Linked DNA regions of Hordeum vulgare: regions 1 and 2 are each linked to region 3. Evidence: chromatin contacts called from public Hi-C data. All regions are on one chromosome and are shown on one strand. The core of a region is the stretch at or near the end of the contact, and the rest is flanking DNA. Distances in the headings are between cores, read along the strand shown. Region 1 has its middle 140 kb from the start of LOC123426603. Region 2 holds the start of LOC123426603 (probable BOI-related E3 ubiquitin-protein ligase 3). Region 3 has its middle 97 kb from the start of LOC123426601.

What was found. A called contact is a pair of places that touch in the nucleus more often than the background predicts.
Region 1: a Hi-C map of seedling shows a contact between it and region 3, with 5 times the contacts expected there. The contact joins two enhancer-like sites. A contact is called at or near these places in 2 of 6 Hi-C or Micro-C datasets (leaf and seedling).
Region 2: a contact with region 3 is called in a Hi-C map of seedling, with 3 times the contacts expected there. The contact joins the promoter of LOC123426603 here to the enhancer-like site in region 3. A contact is called at or near these places in 1 of 6 Hi-C or Micro-C datasets (seedling) and 1 of 1 datasets of contacts at active chromatin or transcription factors (embryo).

The regions. Positions count from the first base shown.
Region 1 is chr2H:450,800,867-450,805,319 of MorexV3_pseudomolecules_assembly, reverse strand. No RefSeq gene overlaps it. Among protein-coding and RNA genes, the nearest start is that of LOC123426603, 140 kb to the left of the region's middle. Within about 2 kb of position 2,504, at least 3 of the 3 cell types and tissues checked have open chromatin away from gene starts, as enhancers often do. A contact at or near this core is called in leaf and seedling, where this site is marked.
Region 2 is chr2H:450,943,016-450,947,351 of MorexV3_pseudomolecules_assembly, reverse strand. It overlaps LOC123426603 (probable BOI-related E3 ubiquitin-protein ligase 3), which reads right to left and starts at 2,188. Exons shown (of 2, transcript XM_045110466.1): 1 at 1,669-2,188; 2 at 754-1,564. The coding sequence starts at 2,115. The coding sequence ends at 1,037.
Region 3 is chr2H:450,241,281-450,245,534 of MorexV3_pseudomolecules_assembly, reverse strand. No RefSeq gene overlaps it. Among protein-coding and RNA genes, the nearest start is that of LOC123426601, 97 kb to the right of the region's middle. Within about 2 kb of position 1,649, at least 3 of the 3 cell types and tissues checked have open chromatin away from gene starts, as enhancers often do. A contact at or near this core is called in leaf and seedling, where this site is marked.

The DNA of each region.
Region 1 (4,453 bases), core at 1,255-3,754, 560 kb before region 3:
CTGACGGCTTCGATTTCCCCCTCCCGGAGGGAAGTTTTCCTCGCAAAATCTCTCTACCGGAGAGCAAAAGGACCTCTGCCCAGGTTTCCGCCTCGAGACGGTGACGCTTCCTCCCGAAAGTATTCTTATGAATTTTCTAGGGTAAAACAAATCATATAGGAGAAGTGGGGCGTCGGGAGACCCGCTGGGCCCCCACAAGGCAACAGGGCGCGACCACGGGGTTAAGTGCGTCTTATTGGCTTGTGGCGACCAGGTGGCCCTCCTCTAGTATAATTTTGGCCCGATAATTCTTAAATATTCCATAAAAATTCTCCATGAAGTTTAAGTTCATTTGTAGTCCAGTGTTTTTTCAACCTTTTTCTTGGTTTTCACGTCCGGAATTCCAATTTCTAGCAATTTCCCTCTTTGTGATGTACCTTACGTATTCAAAGATAAAAGACATAAAAATTGTATTGTAATGAGGAATAATGGACAAGAATATCATAATATCAATACAAATTCATGATGAAAAATGAACGTATCAGCGCCCAACCCAGAGGGCCGCTGCCGCTCGCCCCCATCACGCGCAGGATCCCGAGCGGTTCCATGGCCAGCACGAGTGCCGACGGGCGCTACCCCGCCCCCGGTGCAATCTGCAGGAGGGTGGCAGGGTTCCCTTCTATGTAGCATGAATGTGTAAATAGATTAAGAAAAATGTTGATATTGATTTGTGTAAATATGATCTATAAAGAATGTTGTATCTACAATTTTTTTATGGTGAGGTGTCTTCAAACCAGTTATAGTAGATTTGTTGTGTAAATCTATCTATAAAGAATGTCATGGAAAATGTTTATGTGTTTAGGTATCCTGTGAGATTTTAATTAAAGAAATTATTTGTTGTCTTTAGATTAATTCGACTCACGACAAAGATGGTGTTTTGACTCAAGGCGAAGATCTGCTTTGCCGTGTGTTACTGAGATTGGATAACGGTAAAATCTTTACCATCCACTCGATGAAAAGGTGAGAACAAAGTACCCTTTGCTGACGGCAGAATCCTGACCGTCTGTTTTCTCGTCTTTGCCGTCTGGTCTTTTCGTGTAGTGTTTGGAGCGCCAAGAGGCACACATCCTAACACGTTATTAGCATTAATTATGCTTGGCTATGTAATGTTCTTCATCAACGCAACCGTTCATTACCTTGTAACATGAGGAGACAAGGTGTGGACACACTCTATATCAGCCATCCCGTAGCTTTGATACATGGGTTTGTTATCCTTTGTAACATTGAGACCCAAGAGAAAACATAGCCGGCATGAGACGTAGGGTTGTTACCTTCTGTGTGAGAAGTCTGAACTCGTAAAATCTTTGTGTCACATTTGCGTCATTGTTAGATCCAGCCCTTCTTCGTACCCCTAGTACTCATTGTCATGTTCATTTCCACGACACAAATCATGCTCTTCGAACGTATTTGAAGTGGTATGTATTGCAAGTAATGTACCTATATTCGGACTAGATCATAAGTTTATTTTTTATGCATCTATTAAAATAATCATCAGAACTAATCCTAAGAGATGAATGAAGAAGATTAACTTATTTGTTAGCCATTTTCACAAGAAGATTGGCTAAATAATGATAATTATACCTTTAGTTTGAGCTGAATAAATTTTTTTGCGTGAAAAATGCAGCTAGATACTCCGTGGACTCGGTGCCATCAATCTTGTGCTTTATAAGTTCGAAAACAATGCATTCCAGACTTCAGTTAATTGGAGAGGTGTCGGTGAAATTGCGCATCAACCTTAAGCTAGCTGAATTTGCGGGTGGCCGACAGACATGTCTTATGAACTTTGTGGTTGTCAAAACCGATCCAGTCAGTGGTGGCATTACATCGAGTGGTGCTTTGACTCGATGTGATAATGCCTTCTGTAATTGTCAAATGGTGACACAAAATCTTATCTTGTCTCATACAGTACAGTAACTTGTATCATGTGTGGGATGACATGTGCACACATCGATCCGCACGCAGATGATCAGTTGATCACATGATCCATCTTGTTGGGCAAAGTCTAGAAAAGGGCAATGCATGACATGAGGTGATGAGCGCCGTGGACCAGCGTGTCCACTGTCCAGGCTTTGTTCCGTCCGTATAGATAGATAGATCGTGGCGTCACGGACGCTCCTACTTGCACAACAATTATGCATGCACCGCACAAAGCATGTGGTCGAGGCCGGCCCCGCCATTCATACGGATACATCATGCATGTGAGCGTCGCTTGTCGACAGGATTTGTACGCCTTCGTTCATTCATTAATAGCTGTAGCGCTCGTCGCACTCGCCGCGAAAACTACAGCAGGCGGAATGCGATACATGCACGGCACTCCTTGACGCGAAACGACAACAAAGTACACGTATTCCTTCCTCTCCCGTTTACATCTTTGTTTTGGCTTTTCCAGTAGGATATGCACCCGGCAGGCGTGCTGTTCTCGTAGCCAAGCGAGAGGAGGTGGTGCTGTTCTCGTAGGCCCCATCCCACTCGACAATATCATGTGACTCTTTTCGTTTTCGATATATGTGCGTGGGATCCACCATCCCAGATCAGTCTTCTCTCCGTTCGAGTGGCCTATAGGTTTGCAGGTGCGCGTGTGACGGTGTGAGGCGCTTCTGGGTATGATAGGGTAGTATGATGCACATTTGCAAATATTATTGTATGATATTATTTTTGTAATTTGTAATATCATAAGGATATTCATAGTGAGAAGTACCTGTTGATTAATTAGGCACAATTTTCATGATTAGTTCCAAAATATAAAGCATGATGATACTATCTACTAACATGTGAAACTCTAACATATTAGATGAAGTAGACAACATAAATAGCAGCAACACAGTATAGCAAAACATGCACGCATCTAACATGTTCATCAGGCCAACGGAAACACGACGCACGTACCGAACGTTTGCAGATGAAGCAAATGTGTTTGGTGCAACTATGTTGTTGACGACGACGTTGGCGATGACGGGCCGAAGTAGACGGCGCTTGAGGCGGCGGTACGCAACACCGCCCGACTTGCTAGGTAGACTACCCGTTGTGAAAGCAGCGAGCAGTCGCGCAGAGCGCTTCCCAAAAACCTAATTCGCCCTCTCCCGTACATGATCAGAAAGGTGCCTGGTTCCGAGACCTGCTCTCCCGTTCGCCGGTGGACGCCAGCGCTCGGGATGGAATAGACTACGGTGACGGCACAAGGAACGAGGAGTGGCAAAACCCTAGATTGGTTTCTGTGTGTGTACAGCGCCCACGGCATGTGCCTTTTTATACTGCGGTTCGGAAAAACCCTAACGGGTGCGACGTGGCCCACGCCGCACATCCGAGTCGGTTGCAGCACACGATTCGGGAGCGACCCGAACCGGCCCAGCCGTGACGCGTCCGTCACGACTACGAATTCAGTTTTCCAAAACAGGACAATAAAGAGAAATGTTGTCTCGGCTCGAGGCCCGAATTCACGAATCGCGACGTGTCGAGTCGAGACGAGCGAGCGGCGGAGGAGGAGTGCGCGAAAGGCTCTCCTCTTCTCACTCACTTACAAGTGCTACAACACTCCACCTTATAAGGTGGTGTACATCTCCTCCAACTTTCCATGGGTGACTAAACTTTCCATTCCCATCACTTGCTTGTACACATGGGCCACTTTAAGATTTCAGGATTTGCTAGTTGGGTGCCCCAAATATGGGCCCAAATTCTAACAATTCCTCACCAGACCTCAAATGCCCATTTGGAGATTTTGTCACACCTCGCGTCTTGTTTATATACCAGTGTTTCAGCAGAGACCGTTAAGTTGAAGTTCCGCCTAGAACCTTGAGCTACGTCTATCGGCAACTTGAACAATGGACGAACCTTGAATTACAAGTTTGGTGCTTTTAGATTTCACTCAAAATCATAACTAGTACTTGGCTGCGAGTAGGCTACCCCGCGGGTGTAGCATATACGTCATACTACTTGGTCTCCTCATGAGTTAGAGATCACCCAAATCTCATAGACTCTGACGTTTTAACAGTCAGACTCATATAGGTGTGTTCTTTCAAGGGCGCTTTGTAGGATAGCACCTTTGCTACGAATAGCCAACATAAACACATTAAGGCATGTTGCCAACCTGCCATACAGCTCTTTAAGAGTTATGCATCTTCACTTAGAGAGGGTTTACAAAATACTCTCCTCACTTAAACCACTAGCTTGTTCTTCCCAGGTCCTAATTCACGGGATCTCCGATCACATAGGTTGGGTTACCACTAGGGTATAATACTCACGGGTCTCATACCCATCTCCTTCGATGCACTTTCTATCACATTACGTGATAGTCCCTTCGTAAAGGGATCTACCAGGTTTTTGTCTGTTTGAATATACGTAACAGTAATTAATTACTCCGGAGTTTCTCAATTTCCTGACATACTTCAAACGTCTTTTAACGTGTCTTGATGACTTC
Region 2 (4,336 bases), core at 939-3,438, 700 kb before region 3:
TCAATTCAGAGCTTGGGTCGCTGATGGGTTGTGGTCCTTGAAACAACAATGATATGAAGAAGTGTTCTTCGCTTATGTAATTTCTGTGTTAATTCGTTTATATGAACAAGTGTTATGAACAATTGTTATTTCGGTTGTCACTATTCTGCAATTCATTTGTATGAACAAGGGTTATGTGAACAAGTGTATTTTATTAGGTGCAACATGGACTTATAAGTAAGTCCCGGTAAACAAACAGGTAGGGACTCGGGACTTATAAGTCCCTGTAAACAAAGAGGCAGAGACTTATAACTTATAAGTTAGGACTTAAAAAAGTCCTAGGACTTATGAAACAAACAGGGCCTAAGAGGTGTGAAATGACAGAGCCCTTATGAACTTTCTGAGGCGAGTAATACGGAGTGCTCGCTTTGTTAGAGTTTAGAAGACATTCACGTGCACCTAGATCGTCATTTGAACTTATATAAAATATATTATTTAACATACAAATTATATCATTAGAAAATATAGAACATCTAAAGTTTCTAATGATATATTTTTTTATATTATATGACTCTTATTAAATTGATCAAAATCACGACCTAAATACATGTGACGGATTCACGACGTCATATTGATAGTTTGACAGGGGTTAGTCTTTGCGCATCCCGGATTAAGCATTGTCATCAACATGACAACATACTCCTGTCTTAAAATAAACCTCTCAACTTTATACTAGCTTTAGTATAAAATTGTATTAACGTTAAGACACTTATCTTAAAAGTGGCGAAGTAATCAAAATGTTCAATTTGTCATGTTCTTCCAAGCGACGATGCTGGTTATCAAAATCCTAAACAAAATACACCCTAACCCTACTTGGAAAACCACAACGCTAAAATCAAACTATGGCGCTCTATCTGAAATTGCATTCGGTTCGTGCCATCCATGTCCGAAAGTAAGTAACATGGGCAAGTTGATCGAGCCAGCTGAGGCCAGCTGACTTCCCTATCGCAAGCCGTTTCGGAGAAGGCCCCGTTGCTTCGACGCGCGCAAGCTTGAATCACGAGAGCAGGACATGCAGCGACGCGTTCTTGGCGGTCGCGCACAAAGGGCAAGTGTCGACGGCGGCGTCGCACGCGCTGCAGAGGCACAGGTGCCTGCACGGCAGCAGCAACACGCACGACTCGCCCTCGCCGCAAGCCCTGCACGCCACCGCCGACGCCTTGGATCCTGCGGCGTGGTCGCCGGCGGGGGTCTCGAAACAGCAGGACCGCGCGTCCTCGGCGTCGCCCTCTCCATCCGCTCCGGCGGAGTTGACGGCAGCGCAAGGCGATTGCAGGACCTGGTCGAGTGTAGCTTGGAGGCCGGCGGCGACTGCTTCGTGGCTCTTGGCGACGCGTATCCACGCCTGACCCTCGGCGCAAATCTGGCTGAGCCTCTCTGACAGTTTGGCGTTGCGGCAGCGCGCCAGCTCCAGTGCGGCCTCCGCGGCCCGCAGCCGCCTCCCTGCAGCACGCTCCGCCGCCGATACCAGCGCCCTGACGTGCTGCCGTCGCGCCTCCTCCAGCCCCGCGCGCATGCGGTCGGTCTGCACAACGTCCATCAGAATCAGGCACCAAGAATCAAAACGCCGCGCGATCAAACCAAGAACTAGCTAGAGTTCCCATGAACAAAATCGTACGTAGTACGTACCTCGAGTCGTAGGACTGCATCGATCTCCATGCCCTGGCGGTACATCTGAGAGAGCAGGTCCTGCGGCGGGCCGGCGGCATTGATCATCCTCCCGCTGGTGGACGCCGCGTCGGAGCCCACCGCCCTGGTCAGCACATCACCGACGGCGACGGGCACAAGCCCCTGCCCGCGCTGATCTTCCAAGTATGAAGGCGCCTCCGGGACGACGCGCGGCCGCTTCCTCTGCGCAAAACCGTGGGCGCGGGCGCTGTCGTGCCAGGTGAGATCGACGCGCGGAACGTTGGCGAACACCGTGTTCCCAACACCCTCCAACTCCGGCCCGCGCTTGAGGTTCTCGGGAAAGAGGAGGGAGCCGGCCGTCAGGTCATCCTCCAGAGCACTAATGCTGTTGTAGGCGTGGAGGTCGTGGGGGAAGGCGTGGGAGAGATGTTGCGCCTGCACGGCCATGGCCAACTACTACGGCGTGCGAAGAGAGAGAGGACAGGGAAACGGATGGGGAGACGGTCGTGGGCTTGGAGGGAGGGAGGGAGGTTTTATATACGCGTCCGCGTTTGCGGTTGGGGAAAGAGGCATGAGTTGAAGCGGCAGGGCACTCTGGTGGGAGGACACGTGACGCCACTGCACCTGCACGTTGGGCAACTGACCCGCGAAATAATGGATGGACGATCCATCCATGCAGACGCAGATGGAGGACGGGGCCGTCCGTCCCAAAGATGAAGACCACCTAGAGAGACGGTGGAGTAATTTGTTTGCGGTCAAAAGTCCAAACAGATTGCGTGATGCGATCCCAACGTACGGCTGCTGCTAAAAAAGAAAAGATCCCAGGGGAGACGCGCAAATCAAAGCTCGCGGGGCCGGATAACAGCTGAATTCAATAAATGGGGGCAGGTTGGCGGTGGCATCAGGCTAGCTACACATCCTGTGGAAACGCCAAGCGAGTGATCAAGAATTCAAGACGCGCCCTGCAGAACCGGATCTAGATAGCAGCCTGGTCCTGGTCCTGCTGATCACGGAAAGAGCGCAGGGTAGTGGTGGTCGCCCTCGTGCATCTCTGACGGAGCGCTGCCCCTGCCCTGCCCTGCCCTGCCCTGATTGATCTGGGTCCAGGCGACGGGGCACGTACTCTACTGGACTAGTTAATGTTGAGCACCAATCAAGCAGGCAGGCACATGCAAACAAGGAGCTTATTTGGCTTGGCACACACATGACACATCGCCAAACCAGCTAATCGAGCGGCGTCGGCAGCCACGATCCACAGTACCACTGCCAGAGTGGTAGCAGCACTCCAACCTGCCAGTCAGCCAGGGCCGGCCACGGGCCGCTCGTGGCGGCCATGAAAGCTGGAAGTAACAGCCACCCGCCCGTAAAGGCGCCGCACCGACCGACCATTCTGCGGGACGCACCTGCATGCACGGCACCTCCGGTGCTGCCGCGGCACGGAGCACCACCAACAGCAAGGGTCCATATATACGTACTCCTACTACTACAGTAGGCTTGATCGCGTCTCACGCCGGCCACGACGCTTGTGGGCCAGTTTCCCAACTCACCAGCCACCCTCCCTCTCTCTCTCTCTCCCCTCCGGCACCAAACCGGTACTGTTGGGAATCATGCAGACGGTGCTGCCACGCCGGTGACGATGATTATAACGCGATACTAGCATAGTACAGTGCACGACTCTACACCCTCAGACTGTGCGCGCTATAGCGTAGTACTGGGCGCTGGGCACATCGACATCGAGATCTCCCGTACGTCCCCGTGCATGCACACCTAGCCAGTTTATTAGAGCATCTATAATCCGGACTATTTGTACGTTTCTTCAACCCGAGGCCAAATTCACAGTTTTTATCTTTTTTTGAAGTTCATCAGGATCTGACTCCGGTTGGAAAAGAAATCGGATCTGACCATTTTGCTATCGTCAGAGCCCACAACCTACCACTAAGGCCTCTGACGGTAAAATTGCACGCCTAGGGTAAAAAATGGCTAACTTGCGGGTTGAGTGCGCGCGAGTGTCTACAGCCGGACCCCTTGACGGTAGGGTCACAGCGCTACCGCCAGACACCCTGACGGTAAGCCGTTTTCCTACCGCCAGGGACCTCGGCGATAGGTTGTTATACTATACCGTCAAGGTATCCGGCGTTAGCAAAAGGGTCAGTTTCAAAAAAAATCAAACCAAGGTCAAATCCGGCTTAACTTTCGCAAAAAGGTCAAAACAGTAAAACTTGTCCCAACCCGAACCCCTCATACCTTTTTCGTTTGGTCACCCCGCCCGCTTATTGATCGGTCATAAAAAATTGACCCAACCATCTGTCAGCGTTCCGAGTGTCAATACACACGACTCTAAAGATGATGAGAAGAAGCAACGGGAAGCCAGCTAACCGAGTCGTGGGCCAACAGGCCGGCCCACTCGTGATCGCAAGACTTTCCAGCGGCTTGCAAACCCATACTAGATCCACTAAGACGGGTGTAACGGTATCCTGTTACTTAAGCATTCATCAAGCTAGAGAACGGTGGTTGGCGACGGGTGGCTTCGACGAGGACACAGAGAAGCGTATGTAGAGAGCATTGCTGTGTAGGTAGTTAGATGGACACCTAAGACTTCTCTAGAACCCTAGATCTATCAATAATAATAGAAGAATCCTTACATCTTGTACACAGAGCTTTTTGATCG
Region 3 (4,254 bases), core at 400-2,899:
GGAGCCCTGAGAAGTCCGACAAGTTTTCTGTGCGAAGTGCTTACAGACTCACACACGGTCAGAATGATGCCTTTGTTGTTGATGCGTCAAGCATGAACCCTGCTGGTATGCGCACTTCGTGGAACCTTATTTGTCAGTCTGCGATCCCCCAAAAGATGAAGATCACTGCGTGGCGTTGCACCATCGATACTCTGGCTACACCGCAGTGCAAAAAATTCATACACAGATCGTCTTGTCCGCTTTGTGGTATCGCAGAGGAGGACTCGTTCCATGCCCTAATTGTTTGCACGCACGACATGATCTTATGGCTGAATATGCGGTGTCGATGGCCACTCCCCGGCGACGATCTTCTCAATTTTTATGGAACGGAGTGGCTTGTCACCCTGCTATCCAAGTGTTCTACACCAGTCCGGGACATGTTGATCCTCCTGCTTTGGCGTATCTGGCAAACACGGAACGATATGGCTCATGGGAAGGAGACTGCACCCGTCCTGGCCACGGTGGAATACTTCGACAGCTACTACAAGTCGATCGTCCTGGCTGGGTGATTCTCTACGCAGGAAATCCCGAAAGGAAATATGCCCTCGTCGGCGGCTGCGGAAATAGTCCGGTCTTTGCCTACTGTTGCTGCTCCATGGCCGGACCCGTCGGCTGGCTTGCTTGTGTTGTGTGTCGATGGCTCCTTCCTGAAGGATGATGGGACGGCGGCGGCGAGCATGATCATCAGAAACGAGAAGGGGGAAGTGTTGTTGCCGGCCTATCATTATCTCTTCCATTGCAACGACCCGCTGAAGGCCGAACTGCATGCGATCATGCTGGGTATGACCCTTGCCGTTCAACACTTCGCTTCTTCAGTGGTGCTGGAGTTGGATTCTTCCGAAGCTCTCTCGAGTCTTACTAATGATACGCTTCTCCGCTCGCCCTATGGCCATCTGGTGCTAGAGATCAAAGCTCTTCTTGGTGATAGGGAGTTTTATCCGTTGAAAATCAATCGCTCTCAAAATAGAGTTGCCGATTGGTTGGCTAAATATAGCCGCTGTGAACGTGCCATTGTTGTGTGGCTGGATTAAGGAGCTGTTCGGCAAGCCTTCAGCTCCGTCAAATCTGAGAATCTGGGAAGTACCTCTTTCCCCACTCTGCGTTTTTTAACTGCCGCTCCTCCAACTCCGAGAGTGGAAACGCGGAGCGGATGACATCCGAATAGGCCTTAAGTTTCACCGTGTATTGAAGAGTTTTGGCCTCTCGACTATAACTCTGTTTCCTTGAAATAAAATTTCCTTTACCCCGACAAATAAAAAAGAACATGTGTCAATATATACAGAAAATCTAGGATACGTTATTTTATTAACCATGATCTAGGGATGCTATGTCAACAGATCTCTCCTCATATGTCTTTTCAAGTGTTCCTGATCGTGCTCTACGTCTGGATTGATTCGTGCACTGGTCGGAAAAGGCCTTTGGTTCTGGTAACACGGGATGCTCGGTAGCGCGCGAGGGACGATTATCTTTTGTTTGATACCTGGAATAGACAACTCGGCGCAGGTTCCCCCTCATGGTATGGTTGAAATGCTTGACAGCGATGGGTTCGACATTCATCACTCATCACGAGATCACAAGAATGGAATCGTCCGTCCGGCCGGCCCCGTAGGTAGCCAGGGCATAGATGCTTTCGGCCACTTGAGTGTACTTCTCGTTTAGGCATAAGCACGAGATATATATGCATTCTCCCGCCACCTTTAACCACCTGAAGATGCGTTGCGTTCGTCGAGTATAATCGGTGTTGCTTTTGCTCGGATCGGTGTTGGGCACCGGCATCTTGGTTTGACGCTTTGGGAGGTGAGAAAAGAAAAAGAAGATGGGCGATCAGCTGGTCGGTTACGGTAAAGCGTGCGATTTCTCCGGTTGGATGAAGATGGACGGCATCCGAATAGTTATCCGAACGGAATCGGTTTGCCGTATGATACGGCTGTCGGTCGGCTTGCGCCAAGCTCATGATCGATCGGCACGACGAAAACAAAAGGTTCTCTCTCCCTCAAGAGAAGAGAAGAAAAGAGAGGAGAAGAGAAGAGGTGGTGTGTTCCGTTGTCCATGGGATCGGATTGATGGCTTCGTTGTAGCTAAGGCTTGACGTACGAATACGATCGCTGCAAAAGCAATTGCTTGCTTTGTGCCCGCGCGCGTCCATGTCATGAGCATCGATTCGCGATGGGAAAAGAAGAGGGAAAGAAAGGAGCCGAGTCGTATGGGGCATGTGCCGGTCTGAAGCGCGAGACACGGACACGGCGTGCGAAGCGAATCCGCGCAGGACGCCAGGAATCAATCAACCGACGACGCGCGCGTATGATGTGAGTCGACGCGGCACGAGTGGAGTTTCGTGACTGTGTGCCCACAATTATAGGCCCCTCTCCTCTCCTCTCCTTGTCGTAAAGGGATGGAAAAGGACCCCGACGTGAGTGGTCTTTATTCAGGCCTTGCTTGTTGTCGTTGAGTTGAGCCCATGAAATGAAATGAGAACTCGGGACCGAAAAGCAACCAACAAGGAAAAAGGTATTGGTGGGAGCAGCCCCGCCCGTGATCGATGCCCGTTCGTTCCCCCCTTCCGACTAAAACAAGCAAACTAATCTGGGTTTTGGGCCAAAAGTTGCTACAAAAGCGGCGATTATTATGTTGCCGGGAACGATGATAGATCTCGATCGTGTTCTCGCCACCACTACCACTAGGAGCATTTGCATGATTCCGTCATTGTTCAGACTCGTGCGCTGATGCCCCCCACTTTATTACGTACAAATAAATGAATGAAAAGCAGCGGTATATGGCATGTCCGAGACTTGATGCCGCCAAAAGATGGGATGCCGCCCTGTCTGTCACCACTCACCACCCATCATCATCAACCGCAACACTAGCAGTAGCACCACACCACACCACCGTGATCTTTGCGTTGCATCGCATGCCCGCCTCTCTTTGCTTTGTTGCTGGAAATAATCATCTTTCTATCTGCCTACCAACCTAATACTGAGCTATCTGACCGTCTAATGAATAACAATGATGATGGATAGATCGCGCATTATGCTATGGTGCGGAGCTACGGATGCATCCTTTCCATTCCATTTGGGAGGAACTCGATTCCCTCGCCTTTTCCTTTACCCACTGGCGCCCCTGATTATGATGGGGTTGAAGCTAAGCAGTAGTAAAAAGTGGAGGGAACAAAAGAGTCCATGGATGGGCAGGCTCCATCCTTGAGCTTCTGTGCTGTTGCTGACAGGCAGCGGCGTCGCGTCGGGCAGGCCAGCTTCCGGGAAAGATGCAAAAGCGGTGCACGCGTACGAGTGCCACCATTGGCCCGTCAGGCTGTGATCCTCTGCCTTGCATGTGTGTTTGCCGCTACTGTTGACCCAACACTGTCCTGCCTCTCGTCTCTCTCTCTCGTGATGATCGCTTCTCAGTGGAGCTACTAGTACATCTACATGGGAGGATAGGGCTAGCGTATCTTTTCCGCCTTTCCTTTGTCATGAAAAGCTTGATGAAGCTCCAGTGCCCGGCTGGCTGGCTGGGTCTGAAACCCGTTGACAAAAAAGATAAGGAAACCTCCTCTTGGAATGTGCAAATGAAAGTGATGTGCGTTGAGAACGATATTTTTGTGATAAGCTGATAATATTATGTTGTAAAAGATTTACACGCTCGCTTAACGTTCACCTGTGTGAATGTGAGATCGACAAAGATATCTACTTATAATAGATTTGCGCTCCTTGTTACACAATGAGAAACAAAATATGAAGGCTTGGAGCCGAGGCTAACCTAGACGAGTGTGTGTGCCGTCGGCCCTATAGACACGTATTCAGGTTCTTCATTGTTCATGGCGCGATGGGCTCATGTAGGCCCGACAACGCGAATGACCTTCGTATTTATGTTTTGGGCTGTGAATGGCCCCGATCCATCATGTCTTTCCATCTCTTTCCTTTTTCCTTTTCTCTTTTTCGATTAGAACAGATATACCACAAAAACTACATCTCGCTTTAAGCGAGACCGTACGGCTGTCTCGCGCCAAGGTAAACAGTATCGGGCCAGCCTATTTAACATGCGCAGATTGAGAAAACAACACAGAGTAGAGTTTAGAGTTCTACAACACACTCACAAATACACGACATGATAATTATTCATACATAATGATATTCCCTAGCTTCTTTGCGCCGGTAGTAACCCAAAGTTTAGCCTCTTCTAAGATGTTGGTTAGGAGGATCCTCGATGGTGCGCTTT